Regions from separate parts of the Sus scrofa genome. Here region 2 is linked to region 1. A link is a contact called in public Hi-C data. All regions are on one chromosome and are shown on one strand. The core of a region is the stretch at or near the end of the contact, and the rest is flanking DNA. Distances in the headings are between cores, read along the strand shown. Region 1 overlaps SAMD12 (sterile alpha motif domain-containing protein 12). Region 2 overlaps EXT1 (exostosin-1).

Region 1 (7,874 bases), core at 3,201-5,700:
GATTCATTATTGTTTGTGCCAGTGGGCCAGGTTTTCTTCTGGAAGGTTCTGTGAGCTTTTAGAGTGGCTGTTGGAATCTAATGACTTGAGAAGCTTGCCTCTGTCCAGTGCAGAGTATAAAATCACTGGGGTTACCTCTGACTAATTGGCTGTACAAATGCCTCCCTGCTGAGAGCATCTGGCTGGGGGTACTTTCTCCCAGAAATGCATCATCTCATATTCATGTGGCGCAAGGTAGTAGCCACGGTTGTCCGTAGGCTTCTAATTCAAGGTGGCCCCAAAGCTGGGTAAGGTTTTGTCATTTTCCTGAGGAAATCATGCCCTGAGACAATAGGTGTCCTGAATTATCACAGATAATTTATAGAGTTCAGAGGCTTGCATACACTGACGTTCCTAAATCCACTCTCATTTGAGAACAATACTATGGCCCTTCCCAAAAATTCTGCCCTTACTTTAAGAAATTGCTAATGACATCATGCATGTCGGTTCGCGTTCATTCATTCATTCATTCATTCATTCAGCAAACATTTCAAGAGCCCCTTTGCTAGTCTAGGCATTCTATCATACACTGCAGTAAGAAAAGAATAAGACATATTCTTTGCCTGAAGAAGCTTGGGGTTAGGAGCAGTGATGCTTAAAGTGTGGTCCTCAGACTAGCAACAAGCTAGCAACAACAATCTAGCTTGTTAGAAATGCAGATTCACAGGCCTACTCTGAACCTACTGAGTCAGATTCTTTTCCTTTGGGGCCCCAAACCTGGGCTGTCCCAAGCTCTCCCAGGGGATTTCCAAGCACAGCAAAGTTGAGGGAGCCTTAGTCCACAGACAGACACATCATCAGGTGCTTCTGATGCAGTATGATAAGTACAATGAGACATATGAACCTCCCCAAGCCCGGCAGCCCCCAAGGCAATGGGAAGCAGCATCTTAGTAAGGGCTCAGTGGAATAACTGTTCCTTGCCTGCTTGACTGATGCATGAACCAGCCTGGAGAAACTAAACAACACCATGATGCTGGACTGTCCCTAAGTCCCCAGGGCTTTGAATGGGTTGGCCACCTTGCTGGGGTCTTGCCGTTCTGGTGTGCCTCACTCTAAAACCCAGTATTTGGATCACTGCACTAGGTCTTATCCAGGGTTCTTGGTATTTTATTACATGAAGTGAACAAGACAATAAACCGAATTTCCTCCACAGTCTGCACACTTTTCTCTGTCTGAAGGACAAATAACTGCTATTTAAGTACTGGGGAAAGATATAGGTGCTCCCATGGATTTGTGCCAAGCTGGCTTCATGAGAATCACCTAGCCACTTGTTAAACACAGAGCTTTCTAGACCTCCTCTGGACCCTCAATAAGTAAAAATGGAGAAAGGCTAGGTAAAAAAATAAAATTTTAAGAAGCTCCTCCAGGTGAGTCTGGTGCAGTCAGGTTTGCAAACCTCAGGCTGAAATGACAGAGGTCTTAAAACCCTGGAATCCAGAGACTCAACTGAACCCATAGGAACCAGAGTCAATTTCTGAGAGGCTCTTGAGCCTCCTGGTGTAGACTAGCAGTCTTATTTGGAATAGAGTAAGGAAAAAAATACGGTATCACTTGCTTTTTTTGTTTGTTTGTTTGTTTCTGTCTTTTTGCCTTTTCTAGGGCCACTCCCATGGCATATGGAGGTTCCCAGGCTAGGGGTTGAATTGGAGCTGTAGCCACCAGCCTACGCCACAGCCACAGCAATGCGGGATCCAAGCCGCATCTGCGACCTACACCACAGCTCACGACAACGCCGGATCCCTAACCCACTGAGCTAGGCCAGGGATCGAACCTGCAACCTCATGGTTCCTAGTCAGATTCGTTAACCACTGTGCCATGACGGGAACTCCCATATCACTTATTTTGTTTTTTATTTCTGCTAGGGGTGAGGAAAAGGAGAGAGGCAGCTTTCGCACAGTGAATTCTCTCTGTCTCTGTCTGTCTGTCTCACTCTCTCTCTCTCTCTCTCTCAGAATGTGTGTGTGAGAGAGAGAGACAGAGAGAGAGAGGGAGAAAGAGATAATAGTCAAGTTTCACCCATCTCCTGAAACCTCAAACTCCCTAGAGAGAGGCAGCAAGTGAAGCCAATGAGGACAGCAAAGCCAGCTCCTTTTAGTATCAGGAGCCCATCACATTCTAATGGAAGCCATAAAATCGAGGCTGAAAGGGTGGGAGATGGAAGCCGAGACCTTCCTACCCGTCTGGGTATAAACGATTGCCTGAAAATCTTCCCAGGGAGGCCTTGGGATCTTGCGTGTCTGCTTAGCAGCGGTGGAGTCAATAAGCCCCTAAGATGTCATAACCAGAGCAAGGGTCACAGCCTGGCCAGAAGGTGTCTTAGGTCATTTATTACCCCCAAACCTGACCTTCGTCTTCTTCTGTAGAGTGAGACCATGGTATCTACTTCCTCAGGTTGCTGCAAAATGGACACATTCTTAGCATGTTATTCACCATATAGTAAGTACCTGGTTACTGACAATGCTTAGTATTACAGTAGTTGTGGTCTATAGACTCTGTGTTAGTCGATGTTATCCCCAGAAACAGAGCCAATAGGAGCTATTGGATATATATATTTTTTTTCATATTATATATAGTCATATATATCAACATATGTCTTGTAGATAAATGGACTGATCGATCTATCTAAAGATGATAGATAGATAGATAAACTAATTTACTATAAGGAATGACTCACAATTTTGAAGGCTGAGAAGGCCCACGTTCTGCAAGCTGTAGCCCCAGGCAAGCTGATAATTTAAGTTCAAGTCTGAGGCCAAGTCTAAAGACAGGAGAACTGATATCCCTCAGCAAACATGAGTGAATTCCCCCTTACTCAGCCTTTTATTCTACCCAGGCTTTCAATTGTTTGGACAGGGACCACCCACGGTAGAGAGAGCAATTTGCTTTACTCAGTCAAATGTTAATCTCTTCCAGAAACACTCTCCCAGACACACCCAGAATAATGTTTCATCAAATATCTGGCCACCCCATGGCCCAGTCACATTGACACATAAAATTAGCCGTCACAGAGCCATCGTGGTCTCCAGTTTACTCGGGGTGATGAGAAGTTACAGACTAGTTTGCATGTGTCGTCTCTTTTATTGCTCTTAACCCAAGTCCTCTGCTATCCTGATACCTGGTTTCTGGTCTCCATCTTCATGCAGTCGGGGCTAGCATCGATTTCTTCAGTGCATTCTCAGGAGGCAGGCAACCCCCTCCTCCAAACTATCAGGGCGCAGGTAGTAGCAGAAATGAAAACAGTGCACTGACAACACATGTGACTTCTTCCACCAAAGGGCTGGTTAGCAGAGTCGAGTTTTATTGCCACATAAATCCTCCCTTGTCCTTCTTTTATCTCCTAACTTCTTTTGGACATACTAATTAATTAATTGAGCATACCTGTTTAAATCTTCCCATCTTGATGATGATAATGGTATGCCTTTGAGGGTTCTAAAAGTTAGAAATGATTTAGTATTAGAGGTTTTGATTACATTGAATATAAAATCAAATAAAATGAGCAAATGATGAAGAGGGGGAGTGAGGTTTGAAATCAGCCTGGTTTCTTGTATACACAAGAGGCACACTTAAGTTGGTTTTTATCTTGGCCTATTCTGGGAATGATATATTTGGCTCACAACCAGCAATAGAAGATAACAAGGACCTGTATCCTTTAAACCAGCCTCAGCGCTATTGACATTTTGAGCTGGATAATTCTTTGAAGTGAGGGTCTGTCCCATGCATTCCAGGATGTTTAGCAGGGTTCTTGGCCTCTACCTACTAGATGCCAAGAGTATCTCCTAAACTGTGACAACCAAAAATGTCTCCTGACATTGCCAGAGGGGGTTCCCAGTTGCACCCAGTTGAGAACCACTGCTCTAAACATAGAACAGGTTTTAGATTGTTAGATAGAAATTTACCAACTTTCTCTAGGTCAGACCTCTTATTTAAGGCCTTAGATAGGGTTCACATTTGATGAGCATTCTTTTTTTTTTTTTCTTTGCTTTTTTGGGCTGCACTCGAGGCATATGAATATTCCCAGGCTAGGGGTTGAATCCGAGCTGCAGCTGCTGGCCTATACCACAGCCACAGCAACACCAGATCCAAGCTGCATCTGTGACCTACACCACAGCTCATGGCAACACCGGATCCCCATCCCACTGAACAAGGCCAGGGATCGAACCTGCATCCTGATGGATCCTAGTCAAGTTTGTTACCGCTGAGCCACAACAGGAACTTCGTGATGAGTGTTCTTTTATACAAACACAGCTACTGGTTTTGTGTCCCACATTCCTATTGCAGTTTAGGAACTTGCTTTCTTAACCCACCTTTCTTTTCTTCTTTCCCAAATACACCCTTATGACTGGAGTGGGGCAGGTGGCACTGGACACAGTCCATTCCAGATCTGTTCTAGAATCCTCTGCCAAGCTGGCCTTTGCCTCCCAGGCCAGCTTCTCCTAGCCTTTGAAGTGTCTGCTGTGAACTCTATCACAGGACTGCCTGTTGGCGTCTGCACTAATCTGGGTGAGAGTGGAAGCCAGCGTGTGTCGACTGTGGCCTTGGCAGGCGAGAAGAGTATTATCTGTCACTGGCGGGTGCAAAGGCTTGCCCTTCGGGCCATGTTATTTCTGTTTCCTGGCCCCCAGCTGTGGCATTAGTGCATTGACCTATTTCTATCTCTAGTTTCTCTAGGGAATTTTAGAACGTTGTGACAATAATATTAATAAAAAATAATAGCCATCATTTAGCAAATATTGACTATTTGCCAGATACTATGCAAAGTACTTTTTGTATGAGCCCATTTCATCATTACAGCAACCCAGTGAGGTGGGGATTATCATCACCATGTTAAAGGTGAAGGCATTGATGTTTGGAAAAATTCATGTTTCTAACATCATACAGCTGGAAGTGGTGAGCCTTAGATATCAACCAGATCTGCCTGACTCCAGAACCCCACACTCTTTAATCACTGGGCTCTAATGCATCCTATTCACCTTGGACTCTGAAGCTATTGAACTGACCAGGTGATTGGTTTCCAGAATGTCTAAACTAGTAATGTGGACCCATCGAAAAAAGATTTGAGAAAGGGCTTGTTACTGTTGGTTAGCTGCAAATCCATATGTGGCCAGTTCTGGGATGTACATATTCCTGGAACAATCCTTAGATGTAGAGAAAGAAATAGGAACAACCCCCCTCCCTATATGCAGATTCAAGTAATTCAGGTAAAATTAGGTACTGAATTAAGCCCTGAAAAGGAGAGGGGGGGAAACACTCTTCTTCTCCAACATCATTCCTGTCTTCATTATTTTACAACTATTTATTAAGAAGCACTTTCTGTATACTTGGCACTGCACTTTGCATTAGGAAGATACATGACAGTTAAGACGTGGTACCACCTTCAAAAAATTTAGGAGGAGATGATGGACACATTAAAATAGAATGGTGGGTTTGCTGGTAAACACTTACGATGCCATGCTGGCATCCAAGGATAAGTTGTCAGCTGTTTCTAGAGGGAGAGAAGGCTTCGTAAAGAATGTGACACTTGAAGCAGTCTTGAAAAACAGAGTAATGGGTGTTCACTAGAGTGTGAGGGTGTAAAAGAATTCATCCAATCACGAGGAAAGGTTGAGCAAAAGTTGTAAATAACTTAGTACATATGAGGAGCTAGAGGTTGTCTGGGATATGAAGCCCTTAGGATGGACAGGTGAAACCGTACCACACTCTTCCTTCCCCCTTTAAAGATCCAGAGCCATCTACCATTTATAACAAACCCACAGATAGGAAAGGTGAAGAGCTTCCTGCTAAATTCAGCAACAGGAAGAGGATGACCAATCTTGCCACTTCTGTTTAACATAGTATTGGAAATCCTAGGCATAGCAATCAGACCAGAAAAATAAATGAAAGTTGTCCAGATTAGAAGGCAAGAGGTGAAAAATCACTATTTTCAGATGACTTGATACTGTATGTAAAGAACCCTAAAGTCGCCACACCTGTTAGAACTAATAAATGATTTCAGGAATGTATCAGGATGTGAGATTAATATACAGAAATCTTTTATGTTTCTATAAACAAATAACGAAATACCAGAAGGAGAAAGTAAAAAAAGATCCCATTTTAAATCATATCAAAAAGAATAAAATACCTAGGAATAAATGTAACCAAGGAGGTGAAAGACCTATACTGTGAAAACTAAAGTATTGATGGAGGAAATCGTAGATGTACAAAGTAGTGGAAAGATATCCCATACTCTTGGAATGGAAGAATTAATGTTGTTAAAATGGCCATACTACCCAAAGCAATCTCCAGATTTAATACAACCTTTATCAAAAAACTCATGAACTTTTTCAAAGAACTAGAACAAATAATCCTCAGATTTATATGGAACCACAAAAAAAAAAAAAAAAAAAAAAAAAACAGAACTGCCAGAAAAATCCTGAGGTGTGGGGGGGAGAGAACAAAGCTATAAGTATAACCCTTTCAGGCTTCAGACTATACTACAAAGCTATATTAATCAAACAACATGGTATTGGCTCAAAAACAGACTTATAGACCAATGGGACAGAATAGACAGCCCAGACATAAACCCTTACACCTACAGTCAATTAATATTGACAAAAGAGGCAAAAATACAAGGAGAAAAGACAGTCTCTGGGGGTTAATAGATGCAAACTATTGCTTTTGGAATGGATTGGCAATGAGAGCCTACTGTGTAGCACTGAGAACTATGTCTAGTCACTTATGATGGAGCATGATAATGGGAGAAAAAAGAATGTATATATGTATGTAACTGGGTCACCATGCTGTACAGTAGAAAAAAAAATTGTATTGGGGAAATAACAATTTAAAAAATTAAAAAAAAACAAGAGGTGTTGAGAAAGCTGGGTAGTTACATGTAAAGCAATGAAATTAGAACATTCCCTTACACCATATGTAAAAATAGATTAAACTCAAAATACGTTAAAGACCTAAAAATAAGACATGACACCAGAAAACTCTGAGAAGAGAACACAGGCAAAAGTTCTTTGACCTAAATTATGGCAGTGTTTTCTTATATTAGTCTTCCAAAGCAAAAGAAATAAAAGGAGAAATAAACAAATGGGACCTAGTCAAACTTAAAAGCTTTTGCACAGCAAAGTAAACCATAAACAAAACCAAAAGACAACCTATAGAATGGGAAAAAATATTTGCAAATGATGCAGCTGACAAGGATTTACTCCAAAATATATAAACAGTTCATAAAACTCAACACCAACAAATAACTCAATAAAAAAAAATTAGCAGAAAAACCAAATAGACATTTCTCCAAAGATATACAGATGGCCCACAGGAACATGAAAATATGTTCAACATCACTAATTATTGAAAAATTACAAATCAAAATCACAAATATCACCTAACGTTGGTCAGAATGGCTATCATATAAAAGTCTACAAATAATAAATGCTAGAGAGGGTGTGGAGAAAAAGAAACCCTCCTATGCTATTGGTGGGAGTGTAAATTGATGCAGCCACCATAGAAAACAGTATGGAGATTCCTCAGAAAACATATAGAGTTACCATATGATCCAGCAATCCCATTCCTGGGTATATATCTGGGAAAAAATGAAAACTCTAATTCAAAAAGATACATGCGCTCCAGTGTTCATAGAAACACTATTTTAATATCCAAGACTTGGAAGCCACCCAAATGCCCATCAACAGACAGTTGGTTTAGAAAGATACACACACACACACACACACACACACACACACACACACACCACACAGTGGAATGTTACTCAGCTTCAGAAAGAATGAAATATTGCCATTTATAGAGACATGGATGGACCTAGAGAATATAATGATTAGTGAAATAAGACA
Region 2 (7,087 bases), core at 2,923-5,422, 330 kb after region 1:
ATTTTCGCACCTCCAAAACTTTTTTATAATTCCAAAACCGGCGCTCGTGGAGAGGGATATGGTTGATTGGAGTTACCCAGCTCCCTTTCCATAAAGATCATCCCTAAATTTTGCTTTGACTTAATCCTAGGGAAGGCAGTTTGTGGTAGCGGCTCCCTTCCAAGAGAGGATGCAGTCGCCTTTGGAGCGGACTCTTAGCAGCTATCTATCTGACACACAGCTGAGCCGTCAGCGCCTCTACAAAGGGAGTTACTCACTTTGTGTTTTGATGCCAGGTTTTACTTGACAGTGTATTTAAAAGCCAAGATGCCTTAATGGAAACCAAGCAACAAGACAGGCCACGTGACAGAATTGCTCTCTCTTTAAAGGCCCTGTAGCCAAGAGTTCTGAGCCATCCTCATTGCAGATTCAAACCCTGAAAGCAGACTGATTGGTTAATAGCGGAAAACTAACACCGTGGAAAACTGGGAATCATGGCAGCCCTTTCAGCCCCACAGGATCATGTGTGTTTAATCATTGGCTTTGGTCTCAAATTAGCTATTTCCAGATGCTTCTTTTGGAAAAGGATCTGCACATCTGAAGAGGTGAATGGATTTGGGATAGAGGAGGTAGAGATTTGGGACTCTCAAAGAAGAAAAAGAAACGTAAACAAAGCCAGGCCTTCTGCGTCCTCTGCATTATGCCTCATAGGTACAAAGGCCATTCCATAAATATGCTTGCCTCATCCTTACTGTCTTTCGTTTGTGCTTTAGTTTGCATAACACTCTCGTTTATACTGCTTCATTGCCCCCTCGGTAGACTTCATTATTAGGTAGGTAACACCAGCATGATTGTCCCCTTTTGTAAATAAGTATGGATTCAGAGCTGGAGTAACTTACATAAAATCAAACTGTGACAAAGTCAGGGCCAGAAAACTCTATTTTCTTGGTGTTCGTTTGTGCGGGTTCCATCCTATCATTCTATATAAGTATCTCTTAAAGACATTCTTTTTCTTTAAAATGTTTTTCTGAAGACATTTTTAATGGGATCTGGCTTTCATAGCAGATGGCATTTGGAGAAATTGATGAATCTTCAGGTTAACCAGCGATAGGAGGCTGGTTTGCATAAAACAAAGAGGAAAGAGGACTTCTCTTATATCCTTTTAGAAGCTAGTCCTGTAGACAAGAAGGACAGACTTGTGGTTGCCAAGGGGGAAGGGCTTGGAATGGGGATGTAGTGGGAAGATGTTATACATGAAAGAGATGATCAACAAGGTCCTACCATACAGCCCAGAGAACTATATTCAATGTCCCATGATAAACCATAATGTACACGTTTTTTAAAAGTGTATATATGTGGACAACTGAATCACTTTACCGTACAGCAAAAATGAACACAACATTATAAATCAACTCTACTTCAACATAAAGAGAAAGAAACTTGTCCTATGGAATTACCCTTGTGAATGGGCCAGCATTTGGGACAATTTATGACCTCACAGGTGTCGTTTGCTAAGATCTGGCATTCATTTGACAAACATTGTCTTAAAAGATGGCTGCGGTCCAAGCACAGGTCTAGGGGCTGGGGTCCCAGCAGTGAAGAGGAGCAGTAAGCCCCTGCCCTCATGGAATAAACATTATATCGAGGAAGAAAGACAAAAAGCCAGGAAGACGCATATGTGCGTGAGTTCAGACAGTGGTGAATCCCAGGACAGACATGAATGGAGCTGGGCTGCGAGGGCCGCTCTGCGGAGGGACTGTTTGTCTGAGGGCTGATACGCATCTTGAGTCCATCTGGGAGAAGAATGTTCCCGGCGGAGGACTAGCAAGTACAAGTCCCTGAGATGTTCATGAGTGTGGTGTTTCTAGAAACTGAGAGAAGGGCAGTGTAGCTGTAGAAGGTGAGTGAGGAGAGGGGCAGCAGGAGCTGTGGGCAGAGGCCAGTTCTCACGGAGCCCTGTCATCCAGGGCAAAGTGACCAACTCTTACTCTAAGTGCCATGAGGCGTCAGTAGAGGGTTTTCAGCCTGGGTGTGACATTTTAAAGATAGCTTTGGTTGCTCTGTGGAAAATGTATCTTAGGGACATAAGATTGAACCTATTTTGACCCAAAACTACTAAGAACCAACATATGCTTCTTGCGGCTCTGCTCCTATGGAAACCCTGCGGAGTAGAATTAAGGACATAGAGGAAGGGGGGCTGCTGAGGAGACTCTGGGTCCCATGGACTTATAAAAACCAGGAGGGGGCAGCTCCCAGAGGGGTTTGGCATCTTGTTTTTCCAGTGCTCAGCATGCGATGTGGCACATAGGAGCTGCTCAGTTTTCATTTGTCCAGCAAATAAGTATCAGGGCCCAAAGGCATCTTAAGGGCCATCTGGTCTACCTCTTCCCGCCCCCCCCACCCCCCCCCCCCCGCCCCGGCCCCATCACATTCTTAAATTTTCTCTTTGTCCCACAACCTCTTCCCAAAATGAGGCCACCTAGGAGCTGGCTGGCTCCTTAACTGCTTCTCAAGGGGAACAGTGCTGAGCAGAGCTGGTTGGAGGAGAGGAAGAGGTGACTCAGAGCTTCACAGACTCTTTCCCCCAGGGCACTGTTGTGCTTCTGCCAAAGGAAAAGGCAAAAATCTAGACTTACGGGCTTTCCTAGTCTCCAGTGACCAAACCCTTCCTGGGAGGGTGATCTTGTAAATAAACAATATGTGGTATCAGAGAGTTAATCATAACAGATTTTTATGTCTCGTGGACACACTGTACACCTGTACGTTTATATATTCACATACCCAGATGGGAGAGATTAAACTTTCCAGAGACCACAAGCTTCATGCAGCTTTCATATTACATCGGTGTCCTATGGTTTTGTTTTGTTTTGTTTTGTTTTGTTTTAAGATGCACCATCTCTGCCTAGCCAGAGTTCTGTGGTCTCATTTGCTTGCTCAGTGCAAAAGGCCTAGGAGCGAGCTGACCCTGACTGGCAAAGTCAGAAGGTAAGAGCCCAGGAATGACAAAGATAGGAAAGGAGATGGGAAGTGAGGGTAGCTGAAACCAGCATCATTTCATTAGCTGTATGCAATTGGATTCTCAAGGTATTTTATAATCACTTAAGTGCAACGACCAGATGAAAGGCTTCAGCACTGACCAAGAATGCGGGGTATGTCAGGTTCGCCACCGAATGGCCCCTAGGTGCCTACTCTAATGACGTGAACAGCCCAGCAGGAATTCCAAGCATCCTCTTAATCCCAGTGCTGACCAAGGTTGGCTGTGCAGGAAAGAATGTCTTGGCCCAGGAAGGGGAGGGGTCAGAACACCGGGGGAAGCCCAGTTATCTTTGAAGGATGGGGAGTCATCACCTTTGCAGTGTTTATCATTACAGAAGCCAGAAAGAGATGCTCCAGGTTTGTTTCGTTATTTATTTTTTTTTGAGCTCCAACATGGAGGAAAGCCAGGAGACAGTTCAGTCTGAAGAGAGCTGTGCATATATTTAGCTTGATTTGCAAATAATGCTATTTATCGGGGCTGGTGAAACACACATTCCCCACCCCGCATCCCCCCACCCCCTTCATCAGGGTGCAGAGAGAAGACGAAATTTTTAACAAGCTGCCAGGCCTTGGGAAATAAAGACAGAGAAAGGATAGAAAACGTACAAAAGAAAGATGCTGTATATAAAAGACGCCTTTTTCCATTGTCTAAGTCAGTCTGGCTCAGCCTGAACATAGGAGTGAAAATCATCTGGGGAGGCCTGGCGTAACTAAGAGTCAGACATGTTGTTAGTAGCCAAAGAGGTTGTTGTAACTGCAACGAAAGGCTTGAATCTCTTCTTTGGGTCTCTGTTGCTTCCACAGCCCCCCTGCACACTAGTGAACACTGAGCATTTTTCATCTATTCAATACCTGGGTTTGAGGGGCTGCTACGGGCCAGGCTCTGGGGGTAGGTGTTGGTTTGAGAGGAAGGACCGTGGTCCTGCCTCCTGGAGCCCAGTGGAAGGAAAACAAGAGAACAGGCAATTAATCCAGGGGGAGCACTGGACGGGGCAACAGCAAGAAGGTGTCTGGCCAGGTCTGGGGATCAGGGTGGAAGGGAAGCAGTGGAAGCAGAGGAGGTGTGTGGGCAGAAGGACCCCGTCCACAGCCTGCTCCCTGGGACATGGCCTGTCCCTGAGGAGGAGTTGCCATCGAAGCTTGACACCCCATGCTGCCAGCCTGGGCGCTGGGCTTCTTAACTTAGTCTACACTTCCTGGCCCTGATCCACTTGGCTCGTCTTCGTGGTGCAGAGCCTGGTGAAAGGTTAATGGTAAGATAATGACCTCGGGCTTCTCGCTTGCCCTCGGGGTCTGTCCCAGACATTTAGCTCCTGCAGCCAAGACCTTGCTGTGCCTCTTCTGGACCCACGTATCCATCTGAGGTCAAGCTTGCTGCTGGCTCTTTAATTGCCATTCCCCTCCCTCCCCCCCGTACCCAGAGAGCCCTTTATTTAACATTTTCAGAACTGCTTTATTTCCAAACAGAGTTTAGACCCATGCATCCTGGAATTGCATTTATCTTGGAGCAGTTTGAAATTTGGTATTTCTGAGCACAAAAGCCGGTGCCACAATACCTCTCCTCCCTCAGACGGCTTCCTGAGATTAAGGTCCCCTGGCACAAGGTACTCAAATGCTCTTTCATTTTCCCCTTTTGCTGCATCCTACCTTCTAGGCAGCTCTGAGAGACAGCAGAGCATACATACACTGTGAATCCTGCCTTTCTGTACAAGCCCCACAAAACCTCTGTGACTCAACTTCATCATCTGTAAAATGGGGCCATTTTACATGTGGTTGTAGAGGGAAAGGGTTGGTATGAATACAGATTGTTTTGCCCCCACCCCCAGCAATGGGAAACATGTAATCAGTGGGGGGAGGAGTTATTATTATAATTGTTATCATTAATGGCTGTCCTTTTTTTTCACTTGCTTTTACATATTAGCCATTGAGCTGCTGTGTAGTAAGCGGGGACTGAGATGGTCGACTCCATCACGTACCTGGAACATGTTGAATTCATTACCACCTGGCTAAGGGTATAGTTCTGCGCTGTCAGTGGATATTGAGGGTAGAGATGGGGTGGGGGAGTTTAGACTTGATATAGGATTATGATCCGTTGTTCAGACATGATGTTTGATTTCAAGGATCCGTCTGACTCTCTCCTCTTCCCTGTGAAAAGCAGGTGTATCAATATGCGCCTCCGGGGTGGCCGTGAGACTTAAATGAGGGGTGTGCAGGGCCGTTCCCACCTCCCCTGGGGCCTCCCGTCCTAGCTAGAGCCCACACCCCGTTCCTCCCACCTTTCCCAATGTTGAAATGGATCCTGAATGGATCCATAAGCAGATGGGCTTCCATGGAAAGCTAAGGCATGTGAAAGGGTGGACAGCTGGGGACCGGCAGCATCGTTCTGAGGAGCATCACAAAGAAATCAATCCCTAGGCCTTGGACTGACCCAGAGATGCGAGCAGCAGGCAGTGCTCAGGGTGGAGTGGCCCTGCCATCTCCAAATAGCTATTGAGTGCCTTCCCACTGGGAGCCATCGAGTGTCCCTGAGGCAGCAGCCGCCATGGTCAGCCAGGCCCAGCACCAAATGCCAGGATAACCCACCTGTATCTACCCAACACCAGAATGTAGAGTAGCTTGTTCCTGGGCACAGAGATCATGTGAAGCAACAGGCTTAGTGGGTCTGGTGAATTCTCAAAGCCCACAGGGACCCCTACTTTTCCATGTGTCAATTACAAAGAGAGATAGAACCGTGGCCACTGGACCCATTTTCCAGCTACAAGACTCTGAATCATTCCCACTTGAGTGTTTCTTAGTTCAAATCTGCCTTGGGCCAATTGCATATTATTGTATGCTGTGAACTTTTGGGTATTCTCAAAAATAATTGAAAATTTAAGCATTAAATCTGTAAAGTCCAAGAAAGGGCCTAAGGCAACATAGCTATTAAGTAACAAAGCACCCTCTTGGACTGAACCCCTGGTGTGACATGGGGCAGAGGAGAGGCCTTTTAAGTGATAGCTGTATCTTGCCAATGCTCTGAACTAGGCGAGCTGTTGAGGACTTGACTGCCTAAGGAAAATTACTTTCAGACACTGCATTTGTGAGAGCTGCCCCAGGAGGGGGCATCATGTAGTGGAAAGCAAAGGCCCTTTAGAATTGAAAAGCCAGAGCTGCGGCCCTGGAGGCACCATAGCTGTGACCTGCGTTGACTAGATTATTGGCTTGGAACTTACTGCTCACCTGTGAGGTTGGGTTTTATCAAGTCCTAAGAGTTCCTTTGGTAATATTGTCATTCTTCAGCTTGAGCCCTTCAGTGATTCATGATCGCCTGCACAGGGTCATGTCTGAGGGCCAGGAGATAATCACACGTGATCTTCCCAATGGGACCCTGCCTGCACCAGCAGCCTCATCACCCCCTCTCTGCCCCCCCCCCCAAATCTGGGGGCATTTATCTCACCTCTGTGTCTTTGTTCCTGCTCTGCTTTCTCCCCCCCCCCCAAAATGCCCATCACTTCCTCTCAGCTCTTTGCCAGACTGACTCTTGCTCTTCCTTTAATATGTACCTTAAAGTCTCCATTCCTGCAGAAGGCATCCCTGCTTCTCTTTGACCCAAGTCATGGCTATTGTTTCTCTTCTCTTCATAACCCTCAGCCCTTGCCTCCATCTTCCCATTTCCCTTCCTGAATGACAATCATTTAATAACACATACACCTTTTCCCTGAACCATCAGTTCCTTGAACAGTACTTGAGACATGGTAGGCATTCACCTACTGTTTGTTGAATGAATGAAAAAAATCACAGAGGAGGTGCTAAGTAATAAGCTCTTTTATTTCCCTTCTCCCAGAGGCAGCTACAACAGTCATAGATTGTCCTGGGGTGCTTTTTTCTTCTTCTAGGGGATGACATTCCAACTTGGTATAAGCAAAGAAGATTAAGTACTTATGAGGATGGGGACTGAGAGGGAACCTATCAGTTGTAGATGTTAACTGCCTTTATAAATAAATACTTGAGAAAAACTGTAGCAACATCAGGGGAGACTAGAATCGTGTGACTACAGAGACGAGGGTCTGGCTCACTTGCTTCCTCCCTTTCC

What was found. Hi-C and Micro-C count contacts between places; a contact is called where the count stands out from the background.
Region 2: a contact with region 1 is called in a Hi-C map of heart right ventricle, with 2.0 times the contacts expected there. The contact joins two enhancer-like sites.

What each region holds. Positions count from the first base shown.
Region 1 is chr4:20,550,656-20,558,529 of Sscrofa11.1, forward strand. The region is part of intron 4 of SAMD12 (sterile alpha motif domain-containing protein 12); the gene reads left to right. Among named protein-coding and RNA genes, the nearest start is that of EXT1, 90 kb to the right of the region's middle. Within about 2 kb of position 4,451, at least 2 of the 83 cell types and tissues checked have an H3K27ac peak or open chromatin away from gene starts, as enhancers often do.
Region 2 is chr4:20,885,014-20,892,100 of Sscrofa11.1, forward strand. The region is part of intron 1 of EXT1 (exostosin-1); the gene reads left to right. Among named protein-coding and RNA genes, the nearest start is that of EXT1, 240 kb to the left of the region's middle. Within about 2 kb of position 4,173, at least 13 of the 83 cell types and tissues checked have an H3K27ac peak or open chromatin away from gene starts, as enhancers often do.